Regions from separate parts of the Mus musculus genome. Here region 2 is linked to region 1. Evidence: chromatin contacts called from public Hi-C data. All regions are on one chromosome and are shown on one strand. Each heading gives the region's core, a stretch centred on a gene start, on an enhancer-like site or on the middle of the called end of the contact. The rest is flanking DNA. Distances are from core to core; before and after follow the strand shown.

Region 1 (6,729 bases), core at 1,117-3,616:
AATTGAAACTCAGAAGACTGAGTAACAGTTATGGGGCAAAATTATGACACAGCATGTCAGTCAAAATATAGTAACAGGTCCCTATAGACTTACAAAGTCTTAAAATAATTGTTAAGCATTTAAACCATGCAAGAAAAGAAGGCGATAAACTTAAAAATGGCGGCGTGGCGGAGGTGCTGAGCATGCGGAAAGCATACCTCTTCCTCATTGTTCCTTGGCTTCCCTCCTCTTGAAGAGCTGGGCCTGCCTCCATACAGAGATGCCAGGTTTTGCAGGAGTCCCTGTTTGTCATTTAATGTGCTAAGTTTAAAGAATGAGTAGGGCTACATTGCCCTGCTATCTAGGCATATCCACATGCCACTTACTTCTTTTAGATATATGCTGGTCATTTCTAGATACCACACTAAAGAAGTTTTGGCACTTCCTATGGCCATGTTGGCATGTAAATTCAGTGAAGTCGGTCAACTCCAAGTATAATTACTTAAGTACAGAGAGTGCAAATGTTTTTAGTCACTAAAGAGGTCTTTAAGAGTGTTTTCCTTATTAAAATCCAAAGTACATACATATATATATATATACATACATATATATATACACACACACACACACACATATATATATACACTTTTAAAAAAAGATCCAATCCCACCACTACTGAACAATGGGGAAACAGAACCTGAAGAGAACACCTTCAGTAGATAGGCATGGCCCCCACTTGAGGGATAGGGCCACCCACCCATCTCAAAAATTTTAACCCAGAACTGTTGCTTTCTAAAGGAAATGCAGGGATAACAACTAGAGCAGACACTGAAGGAAAGGCCATCCATCCAGAGACCACCCCATCTTGGGATCCATCCCAGGTGCAGACACCAAGCCTGACACTATTGCGGATGCTGAGATGTGCTTGCAGGCAGGACCTGGCATGGCTGTCCTCTGAGAGGATCTGCTAGCTCCTACCTGGCAGACAGATGCAGATACTTATATCCAACCATTGGACTGAGCCTGGGGACCCCAGTGGAAGAGTTGGGGAAAGAAGTTAAGTAGCTGAAGGGGATTGCAACCCTAAAGGAAGAATAATAATATCAACTAATCAGAGCCCTCGGAGCTCCCAGGAACTAACCAACCAACCAAAGAGGACGCACGATGGTACATATCCCCTGCTACATACGTAACAGAGGACTGCCGTGTCTGGCTTCAGTAGGAGGGGATGCACTTGGTCTTGTTGAGGCTTGATGCCCCAGAGAAGGGGGATGCTAGATGGGTGAAGTGGGAATGGGGGGATGGTTGAGGGAGCACCCTCTTAGAGGCAAAGAGGAGGAAGATGGGGTGGGGGACTCATGGATCAGAGACCTGGAAGAGGGACATTTGAAATGTAGACAAATAAAATAATTAGTAAAAAAAAATCCAATACATGCCATACACACAATCAATCCCCCCCGCCGCTCTCATATTCACTGCTCTGGCTTCCACAAATATGCTGTATCTTAGCTCTTAGACCTAAATCAAAGTCTGCTCTTGGGTATGCCCTGTAGTGCAAATGACAAGCTTAGGTACAAACTGCCTCATCTTCAAATACATTCTTGTTATTGAATTCATTGTTAACATGGAATTGTCTTACTGGAAATTATCGACATGCTTCAGCAAAACTCTCAGATGACCCAATTTTCTACTTTCTACAACCATGTTTAACGTTTCTTCCAACGTAAAGCGTTCATGGTCCACTTTTCCATCTATTATTATCCGTGTGTGGTAAATGTAGTGATTATTTCCATTTCCTGGTGTCAATCAGTTTTCTTAACCCTCTATAAATCTGCTTTCTAATTCAATTATAATTAAATTTTTCCCCTAAGGTCACTAGTAGTATCAGAAATGATTCAAATGGAGCCTTCTGATCATTAAAAATTTTTTTCTCTAAAAATTACTTTTGATTGAATCTACTTCACATATATATGTATATATATATGTATGTATATGTATATATATTTCTCATAAATACAGGTGGTATACTACGGGGAAACTTTAAAAAATTAAAAAAAAACATTAAACATTATAAAGCTAGCATTTGAGAACCTTAATTTTAAAGAAATTATCTCCCATATATCCTTTTATATGTATGTATGAATGCATACAGCATGTTTTCATAGAAATGAACTTTTCTACAATTGTTTTTTGTCACTTACAATTATATTTCCAGTCCCTCCTCAAATTCACTAAGTGAGGCAGTTTGTGCCTGAGCACATCATTTGCACTACAGGGCATACCCAGGAGCAGAGCACATAAGGAGTGATGTGTGGGTAGGTGATGGAGCCTTGTGCTAGGGCACCTGTTTACTACACACATATACAGGAATAAATGACAGATACATGTGAGACTAGAGGGAGTATAAGTTAGGAAACTACTTTGAAGACTTAAGAGTCAAAAGAAGAAATGCCTAAGGTAAGACAGAAAGTAAAAAAAAAGACAGGAAGTAAAGGGCTCAATAATAGTTAGTGAGGAAAGAGAACTAGTAACGCTGGCATTTGGTAGATATGCATATGGTAGTACAAAGAAAGGCAAAGGCAAATTCTAGGTTTTTGACTGTAGTCATTGGTCATAATCAACATCTGGGCTAAGAATAAGATCATACTGCAAAAAGAATGGTAAAGTCAAATTCAGAAAATGGTTGAGGTAGTTTTGTTGCACTTAAGTTACTCAAATGTCAGTTTAATAAATTCTAAACTTTGTAGTTTAAGAGAAAAATGCTATATGACTGAGGGATATTTGTTGTTGTTGCTTTTGAAGACAGGGTCTTTCTGTATTGCCAAGGTTGACTTTGAGAATTTCTAGGTTTAAATGATCCTTCTACCTTGTGGTGGTTTGACTATGCTTGGCCTAGGGAGTGACACTATGAGGAGGTGTGGCTTTGTTGGAAGAAGTGTGTCACTGTGGGGGTGGGCTTTGACACCTTCTTCCTGGCTTTCTGGAAGTCAGTCTAGAAGCCTTCAGAATAAGATGTAGAACTCTTGGCTCTTCCAGCACCATGCCTAACTAGACACTGCTATGCTTTCCACCATATGATAATGGACTGAACCTCTGGACCTGTAAGCAATTAAATGTTGACCTTTATAAGAGTTGCCTTGGTTATGGGGTCTCTCCACAGCAATGAAACTCTTAACTAAGACATGTCTCAGTTTCTGTAGTAGTACCATATGAAGTTGGGGTTCCCTCTAACCTACCATATATCATTGTTTATGTGGGCCAATTTTTACAAGATACACAGTTATCCATAGAGTTACAGGAAAGTAAGACAGTTAAAAATACAGCCCAATACAAAATTTTGAGACTATGGGATTTCCCTGTAATTTGTTTTGTAAGGTAGATTGCACAGCTTTCAAGTGTTAGAAATTGTAGATGATAATGGGCCCAGATAAGTTAAATGGTTAGACACTCTCTTTCACAGTATTTTCTAGCCCACATGGCTAACACTTAACTGAGAATCCCATGTACAATGAACCTGAAGTGTTCTTGCAGTGCTCATTACATCCTATCATACAACTTCCCTGAAACCTTGGTTCTGAAAACACACGTGTACTCTGCACTGTCATGTTGTCACTTCCCCAACACCAATACTTCCTGAAACCTGCAAACTCAGGACTATAAAATGCAGTGTTATTATTGGATACACTTATCTGTTCTTATAGAAACTTAGTGTTTAATTATAGAGAACAAAGACAAGAGAAGTCCTGCCTCAACAACATACATAGCAGGTAAAAACCAACTACTCCAAGTTGTCCTCTGATCTCTGTGTACAAGCTTATTACATTCACACATACACAAATAAATAAAACTAAAGGCCAGTGTAAATATATTTACATTTTCAAATGATTTAAACACATCATGGGTATCAGTATTAATGGAAAATATTTATTAGGTACAACTTTAAATCTCTGATGTTAATATTATTTCCTGAAGAATCAAGATTATAATAAGTAGTATCACTTCCTGTACTCTAGTATACATAAATTCAACTCAGCAGTTCTGAGAGGTGAAAATTGTCACACCATTAAAACATATGAATGAATGATGCTATGAATGTGCATTAGTGACTACTGTACAAGTCGTCTCCTGGGAGCCCTCCATCCCTAACTCCATCTCTGTACAGTCACATCCAGGTTTCTACTGTTATCTGTCAGAAGTCCAATGTTCTAAACACCTGACAATATAATGTGACTATTTCAGATCCACGATAGGACTGGAGATACAGCATGAAGGCAGAGTGCTCGTCCTGCATGTTCAAAATCCTGGATTTAATCTCAAACCCTGCCCTCAAACAAAACCAACCAACCAACCATCCAACCAAAATCCAACGTCCACTCTCAAAACACAGAACACTGACAAATGAAACTGAAGATCTTGACAAAGATTAAAGTTTTTTAAAATGAAATAATGGTAATAATATTGGAAAACCACCTGAATTTAATGCAAAACCATCTATGAATAAAACAAATAATGTATTATAATGCCGATACTTCACAATTGAGATATCAAAATAATAAAGTGGCTTGAGCCTAAAAGCCCACCCACATCCAGAGAAAACCTAATTATATTGCTGAAAACTAAGAGCTAAAAGTAAACTAAAAGCATCCAGAGAAATATTAACTACAGAAGAAAATCTTCAAAAGGAGAATAAGTATCATTAAAAACTACAAAGAATAAAAATTAGTTGAATCACAATTTCTCAAATAAATAAACTCTCAGCCCAATATAGATACTGGATTTATAAATGAGACCATTCAATAAAGACAAACTTAAGATATCTTAGTACAAAGTAAGATGGAGAGAATTTACAGTTAGAAGAACTGTTCTGAAGAGATGGCTGGTTACAGTGGTCCACACCTGTGATTCAAGCCACCTGGGAAGCCAGGAGAGAAGGGTCTTGCTCAGAACTAGGTTCCCTGCCTAAAGAACATGGGACTGTTTCATTAAAATATTACCAATTAATAAAACACGGCTAAAGGAATTGGTTCTCTCTGGCTCTGTGTTTGTGTCTGACAGACTTTTAGTCTACTTAATTTTGCTAAGTGATGCTTTTTATTTACAAATTCTTTATAATAAATTTTAAAAAAAATTTCTTCAAGGTTGAGAGTAAATAAACAGGAATTTTAGACAGAAAAGATATAAGAAGCTTAGAAAATTGGATGGAAGGGAACAATCATTATGGAAAATGTTCCTTTTCTCTTAGTTCTTAAATATATAAGGCAATAGGAAGGAATAATCAAGGGCTGAAAGTATGGCTCAGTGAAAGAGTGTTTGTCCAGCACGTGCAAACTCCTGGGTTCAATAACCTAGCAACATACACACACACACACACACACACACACACACACACACACACACACACACACACACACACACACACAGCATGTCCTGGTTGCAAGGACAGAGTAAAGGAACCACTATAGTGGCAACATTTTTCCATTCCCATCTGTTCTAATTTCATTGGTTGCTATAATAAAAGGTCCCAATGAAAAGGAAACTTATTCTAGCTTATAATTCCAGGTTATATAGCTCATGACTGCATAAAAGTCACAGTGGCAAGAGCTTGAAGCAGCAAGTCACATCATAGCCACAGTCAAGAGCAGAAAGAGACAGAAATACACTCATGTTCATTTGCTTGCTGCTTAGCTCAATTCCTAGGCTCATAGAGATCAAGACTTCCTACCTAGGGGATAATGTTGTCCACAGTGGGCTGGGTCTTCCCACATCAATTAACTTACCACAGTCCCATAAAGACATGCCCACAGGCCAACCCAATGTGGACAATATCTCATTGAGACTCTTCAGAGGTAACTAAGCTGTGTCACGTTAAGTAAAGTTAGCCATCACACTACTGAATTAACATAATTTATAAGCATATTGTGAAAAATAATAGTCTATATACATTGTGAGCCCTTGAGGTAATCACTTCTGAAAAGCTACATGAATACAGATACAATCACAATGATAGGGTTGATTAAAATAGAATATTAAAAATTACTCAGACGTAGCAAGAGTAAAAACAGAACAAAAATAGATAAAGCAAATATAAAATGATAAAACATAACTGATCCAGACATATCAAAATTATACTGTTAATAATAACGTTAAAAGTGGTCATTTGGTAAGATTTTCAAAAAAGAAAAACAAATGAACAAGTATATATTCACTACAAAATGTCTCACTCTCATTCAGGTACCTTAAAATAAAAGGATAAAACTAGAAGTACTATAGAAGCACTTATTAAAAAGAAATGAAACTGCATTGGTATCAGACTCTCTACATAGACTGCAGTTGTTTGATAACAGAAGGCATGTGGGAAAGACTCATGTACTAAAGTACTTAAGGTGACCTCTGAGAACATATATGGCCCCTCTAAACTAAGAGGCATTTCCAGTTGATAGGGAGTATATTGGCTTAAATGAAAATGGCCCCATAGGCTCATAGGGAGTGGGCACTATTGGGAAGTGTGGGTTTTTTTGGAGTAGGTATGTCATTGGTGGAAGAAGTGTGTCAATAGGGGTGGGCTTTGGGGTTTCAGAAGCCCACGCCTGGCCCAGTGGCTCTCTTTCTTCCTGCTGCCTGCTGATTCAGATGTAGAACTCACATATACCTCTTGCCAGCACCAAGTCTGCCTGTGTGCTTCATGCTTCTTACCATGGCAACAATGGACTAAACCTCTGAACTGTAAGCCAGCCCCAATGAAATGTTTTC
Region 2 (6,175 bases), core at 629-3,128, 390 kb before region 1:
GTGATGACAGCTGTCATCTTTAAGCCTCTGAATACACTGATGTCAAGACATCTTTTTCTCTGATTTCAATGGACTCCATGTCTGCAGTTGGGTTTTCTGTCATGTATGGCCATTGCTAACTGATGTGTGGCTGCTGGCAATAGGACCTGGAGAAATTTATAACAATGATTACCTGACCTTCTAAAGTGCTCTGGAGACTATAAAGAGGCCAACTATCTGTGTTCACACACTCAGCTCAGGCTGTGTGTGAACTTTGTGTGACTTCTTATAATACTTTGATGTTCATTTACCTATCTGAAAAGGTTTGGTACTCCCAAGGATGCCAAATTGTAGTATGCCTGGAATCCAGGCACTTGGGAAGTAGAGGTGAGAGGATCAAAGACACAAGGCCATCCTTGGCTATCTAGAGAGCTAGAGGCCAGTCTGAGCTACATGAGACTTTATTTAAAGGATGGTAAAAATATAAAGTGTATTTGGGGATATTGGCAGTTTCTTATAAAAGCAAACCAGTCCTTTCTGCACACCCTAGCAATCATTTATTTTGGGAAATTAATCCCAGAGAAATTAAAACCTATGTTTATACAAACACAAAATAATCTTTCCATGAATATTTATAGCACTTTCATCTGTTATAGTGAAAGCCCAGGGCCTATCCAAGTGTCTTTGTCAAAGCATGAATGGATGGTTAAGTGAACCTTGAGGTCAGACTCTGGAAGCTTTGACACAGCACCTGTTAAAATGGTGCTGACTTAAGTTTCTTTAAAAAAAAAAGTGTTATTGATTCTTTGTGAGTGAGACGTACAAGCCAACAACAACAAAAAAAAAGAATAAGAGTGAAGTTAAGTACGAATACAAAACAAATTAGGTGAACCTCTAGGCATCATGCTTACTGAAAAGCATCAGCCCCGATGATTTCATATTCATTTACAGCTAACACAGACTGGGTAACTCATAAAATAAAGAAGTTAATTCTTCAATATGCTTTCAACTGGGAAGTTGGAAATCAGTGTCTAGTGGAGGACTTCTTGTATTGTTGTGTGACAGAGAGGATGACAAGAGGACAGCAAGGGAAGCTCAGCTCAAGGCTCACTAATCTGAATGTGTAGGAGGCACAGCCTAGAGGAGGAATGGAGAAAGCAGACCCATGAGCCTATTTTCTTCAAGGGAAGGAAGTGCCTTTTTGACGCAGAAGGCTAGAGTGATGTTGTCTAACAACCTGGTGATCTTTCTACTATTGATTCTATGGAGCCAGCCTTCCTGCATCCTCTAAAATCCTGAGCACGGTTGAAGCCCTTGGTCTCTCAGTGAATATCCTTCTGAAAGAGGTCCTGTATACTTTTCATCCTCCATCAAGAGATTTCATTTTTATGCTTATTACAAGTCCTTCCTCCCTAGACCCTCACCCTGAATACTGTTCATCTGTCAATAGAACTCGTTATTGTAAGGGTCACGGGTGCCTTGCAAGGGAGTTTCAACATAGCGGTCCTAAAGCTTTGTTGTAATAATTGTCACGTGGAAACCTTTTTCCCAAGTTCACTGTGCTTAAATGAGTAAGAAAAATAAACCCTAAAGTCAGACTCTGGAAACTCTGACACAGCACCTGCTAAAGTGGTGCCAACTTGAGTTTCTTTCTCTCTTTTAAAACATGTTTTATTGATTCTTTGTGAGTTTCACACCATGCACCCCAGTCCCGCTCATCTCCAGGTCTTTAAATATCTGCCCTTTGTCCATGCAAATTCCCCCTGAAAACAAGACACAAACAAATAAACACACAAACAACAACAACAAAGCAAGCATAGAAAATATCTCATAGTGGAAGCAGTAGTATGTCACAGTGTATCCTATCCCACAATATAACCCTCTGGTTACACATCATCACTTGCAAATGATCATTGAAATGAGTCACTGGTCTGGTTCGAGATCTCTGGTTTCTGTGACACTATCAATATTGGATCTTCACAGGGACTTTTCCAGGTTATCCTGTTGTTGCCCGGTCATGGAAATCCTGTAACTTTGAAACTGGAAGACTGGTTCTTTCTCATGTCCCAGCTTTTAGAAGATAATATAGAATTTGGGGTGGATCAATTCAGAGTCCTGAATTTGAGCTCAGGTGGTAACTGAGCTGGGCAGCCCAAAGAGTCTTCCTATTCACACCACCAGGGCAAGTTCTCCAGCACTGCTCAATGTAGAGGGAGGTGCTGACACTAAAGTCTGGTTCCCTAATTGGTCCTTGATGTGGTCAATAAAGAAGGCCAGGAGTCAATTATTGGGCAGAAAGGACCGAGAAGCAAGAGGTTCCCAGAACCCAACAAGGATGACATTAGTCGAAATATCTAACAAAGGGGTGATAGAACCTGTAGAGACCATATCCAGTGGTTAGGCACGACCCCTGGTTAAGGGATGGGATCTCCCACCCATCTCAAAAATATTAACTCAAAATTGTTCCTGTCTAAAGGGAATGAAGGAACAAAGAGTGGAGCAGAGACCGAAGGAAAGGCCATCCAGAGACTGCCCTACCTGGGGATCCATCCCATATGCAGACACCAAACCCAGACCCTATTGCTGATGCCAAGAAGTGCTTGCTGACAGAAGCCTGATACAGCTGTCCCAAGAAGCTCTGCCAGAGCTTGACCAATACAGATGTGGATGCTTGCAGCCAACCATTTGATTGAACACAGGGACTCCAATGGAGGAGTTAGGGAGAGGACTGAAGGAGCTGAAAAGGTTTACAACCCCATAGGAAGAGCAACAACATCAACCAACCAGATCCCCCAGAGCTCCCAGGGACTAAATCACCTACCAAAGAGTATACGTGAAGGGACTCATGGCTCTAGCTGCCTATGTAGCAGAGGATGGCTTTGTTGGACATCAATGGGAGGGGAGGCCCTTGGCCTTGAGAAGGGCCTACAATACCCCAGTGTAGGGGGATGCTAGAGTGTTGAGGCAGGAGTGGATGCGTGGGTGGGTGGGGGAGCACCCTCATAGAAGCAGGGGGGATGGGATAGGGAGTTTGCAGAGGGAAATCCAGGAAGGGGGACACATTTGAAATAAATAAATAAATAACCAATAATAAATAAATAAAACATTGATGTGATAATTTTTTTAATTACACGCAACAGCTCCAGCTAAGCCACCCAGTGTCAACATCAGCAGGAGACAGATCAGCTCTGCTGCTCTCCTGCCCTCAGGGATGGCCCACCCACTACTACCCATGCCTCCAGAGCTAGCTCCACTGTGCTACCCAGTTGAGGTACAGGCCTCTCTCCTACTCTCACACCCTCAAGTCTGGCTCACCAGTGTCTTCAGGCTCAGGACCAGCTCCATCGTGTTGCCCAGGCAAGATGCAGGGCCTGCTTTCTCTGAGGGCTGCAGCCCTGGCAAAGGGCAGGGACAGCTCATCGGTTCTCATAACCCCAGGACCTGTTATCCCGACTGCCACAGGTAGTGAAGGGCAAGGTGGAAAGCGTTACCCACTTACCCTTGCCACCTAACACCGGATGAGTGATAGGGCCTGCTTGAACTCACTTTGACATCGGGACTGGCTCACCCAGTCCTCCTTGTCCAGGACCAGCACCACTGCGCGGCCTAGGTGAGGTTCAGGTCCTGTTCTCGAGTGCTACAGGAGGCAAGGAGAAGGACCAGCTTACTTGCTCTTATGACTGGGATCAGCTCTCCTGACTGCCTCAGGTGCCAAGGAGATCCTGCAGTTTAAAACAGCAGGACTGGTCCTTTTATATATCCCAGTCCTTAGTAGATGATGGAGATTTGGGGATGGTCCAATCACCCCTGTGTCCGTGGGTCATATTCCCACTAGAAAACATGGGGTTGTCTTCCCTGACCTCACCTCCTCGCCCAGGCACCTCACAGGAGAGAAGTGACAGGGCCAGCTCCCCTGTGCTCTCACCCATAGTACAGGCTCATCTGTATCCCCTCCACCAGGGCCAGCTCTCCTACGCTGCCATTGCCATTACCCACTCTCGTGACCTCAGGGCCAGTTCTCCTGACTGCCACAGGTGGTGAGGGGTGAGGCAGGGGTGAAGGGCATCACTCTTGCACCCATGACACCTCGTGGCAGACAAGTAGCAGGGGTCAGCCCTTCGATACCCATGCCCCTGGGGCGGGCTCACCCATGCCTCTGACACCACGGTCAGCTCCACTGGGCAGGATGCAGGGCCTACTTTTCCAAGTGTTGCCACCAGTGAGAGATGGGGCAAGCTCTCCACAATGCAGCATCCAGTGAGGGGTGGAGCCAGATATACACAGCTCCTAGACATCCATGTAGTTCCTGGTGGCTGCTCTGATCAGAGACAACCCCATGTTCTCCTGTGGTGATATGATCCACCAACATTGACCCCTGTTGCATGGTCGAAAGCAAAAATCTATGGCTTGCCTGTGCCTTATGCTGTAGGACAGCTCTGTAGGTAGCATGGTGGTAGGTAGGTGTCTGTCTGTCTGTCTTCCTCCTTCCATGATGCATTGCTTGGATTTGATGTGATTTGATTTACTTTGATTTGACTTTTATGAGTACTAAGTATAGGACAACTTTGGCCACCAAGCCAGGCATCAAGTTAGGATGGACAAAGCACTGCTATCTGCTCTACCCTTGACTGATATAAGAACAGTAAAGTGGCTCTTTGCCCAGGGCCAGGGGTGTAGATGGGGTTGGGATGGGGGTGGATGGGTTTGTGACTTGAGTTTCAGTCTTCACTTCCCATGCAGATCTTTTCTGTTAGGTCTCAAAATGAAGACAAATGGTGAACTGAGGTGCCTGTTTAACAAATCAAAGTGGACCCTGGCCCTCAACCCCCTCCCTGCTCTCCTCGGTACATCTCACCCCACTTCCTACCCTCAAACTCTCAGCCTAGGGACTAGGCTGGGCTTCCACTACCTGGCCTCTGTTCCCTATATAACCTCAGCCACTTTGGCTGCCAACCTCTTGGTGCTTTTGGCCTCTTGGTCTCTGGGTTCCCAGACATTCTTTTTGCTCCCTCTTTCTTCTCTCCCTTTCTCACCCTGGCCCCTCATGGCACAGTTCAGCCTGGCACCTTCTAGATGTCTCTGGCTATTTATCCTTCATATCTATAGTAAATCTTCCTCTCCATCATACCTAGGAATGTCCTCATGATGCTTGCAGGGCCTGGACACTAATGTAAGGGCACACCTTTATGGGTCCATCTGATCCTTCCAGTGGCCTATCTCCAAATACCAACAACATATGCATCCAAGGATTAGTCTAATACATCAAAAAGATCATATACCGTGATTCATTCCAGAGATATAGAGATGGTCCAACATGTGTAAATCAATAAGTGCAATCTACCATATAAACAAGCTGAAAGAAAAAAAAAACATAATTATCTCATTAAATTCAGAAAGGGTCTTTAACAAAATCTAACACCTCATCGTGATAAAAGTTCTGGAGCAAGTGTCATACCTCAAAATAATAGAGGTGACTTACAGCAAGCCCATAGACAACATCAACCTTAAATGGACAGAAACTCAAAGCAATTCCACTAAAATCAGGAACAAGAAAGAGTTTTCCATTCTCTTCATATCTATTCAATATAGAACTTGAAGTCTTAGCTAGAGCAAGAAGACAACTAAAGGATATCAAGGGGATCCAAATAGAAAGGTATCCTTATTTACAGATGATATGGTTGTATACAATTGACCCTAAACATTCTATCAGGAAGCTTGTATAGCTGGCAAACACATTTAGCAAAATAGCAGAAAGCAAAATTAATACCCAAGAATCTGTAGCCTTCCTATATACAAAGGGATTGAGAAAGAAATCAAAGAAACAATATCATTCACAATAGCCAAAACAGCAAAAAAAATCAGAGTAACATTAAGCAAGAGAAAGACTTGCATGATAAAAACTTTGAGACATTGAAGAAAGAAATTGAAGAAGACATAAGAAGATGAAAAGTTCTCCAGTATTCATGAACAAATAGGATTAATAGAGTGAAAATGGTCATCCTACCAAAAGCAATCTACAGATTCAATGCATTCGCCATCAACATTCCAACACAATTCTTCACAGACTTTTAAAAGACAATTTGCAGCTACATATGAAAACAGACAAACTCAAGATAGCAAAAAATATCCTGAATATTAAAATAACTGCTGGAGGTATCACTGGCCTATCTCAAATTGTGCTACAAAGTTATAATAA

The links. Hi-C and Micro-C count contacts between places; a contact is called where the count stands out from the background.
Region 2: a Hi-C map of Th17 cells shows a contact between it and region 1, with 2.7 times the contacts expected there. The contact joins two enhancer-like sites. A contact is called at or near these places in 1 of 15 datasets of contacts at CTCF or cohesin (the NIH/3T3 cell line), 5 of 484 Hi-C or Micro-C datasets (Th17 cells, embryonic stem cells, long-term hematopoietic stem cells and 1 more) and 1 of 115 datasets of contacts at active chromatin or transcription factors (bone marrow-derived macrophages).

Annotation. Positions count from the first base shown.
Region 1 is chr8:61,065,303-61,072,031 of GRCm38.p6, reverse strand. All of the region lies in intron 17 of Nek1 (NIMA (never in mitosis gene a)-related expressed kinase 1), which reads right to left. Among named protein-coding and RNA genes, the nearest start is that of Nek1, 75 kb to the right of the region's middle. Within about 2 kb of position 2,366, at least 1 of the 459 cell types and tissues checked has an H3K27ac peak or open chromatin away from gene starts, as enhancers often do. A contact at or near this core is called in Th17 cells, where this site is marked.
Region 2 is chr8:61,457,789-61,463,963 of GRCm38.p6, reverse strand. It overlaps a transcript of Sh3rf1 not described here. Among named protein-coding and RNA genes, the nearest start is that of Cbr4, 27 kb to the left of the region's middle. Within about 2 kb of position 1,878, at least 2 of the 459 cell types and tissues checked have an H3K27ac peak or open chromatin away from gene starts, as enhancers often do. A contact at or near this core is called in Th17 cells, where this site is marked.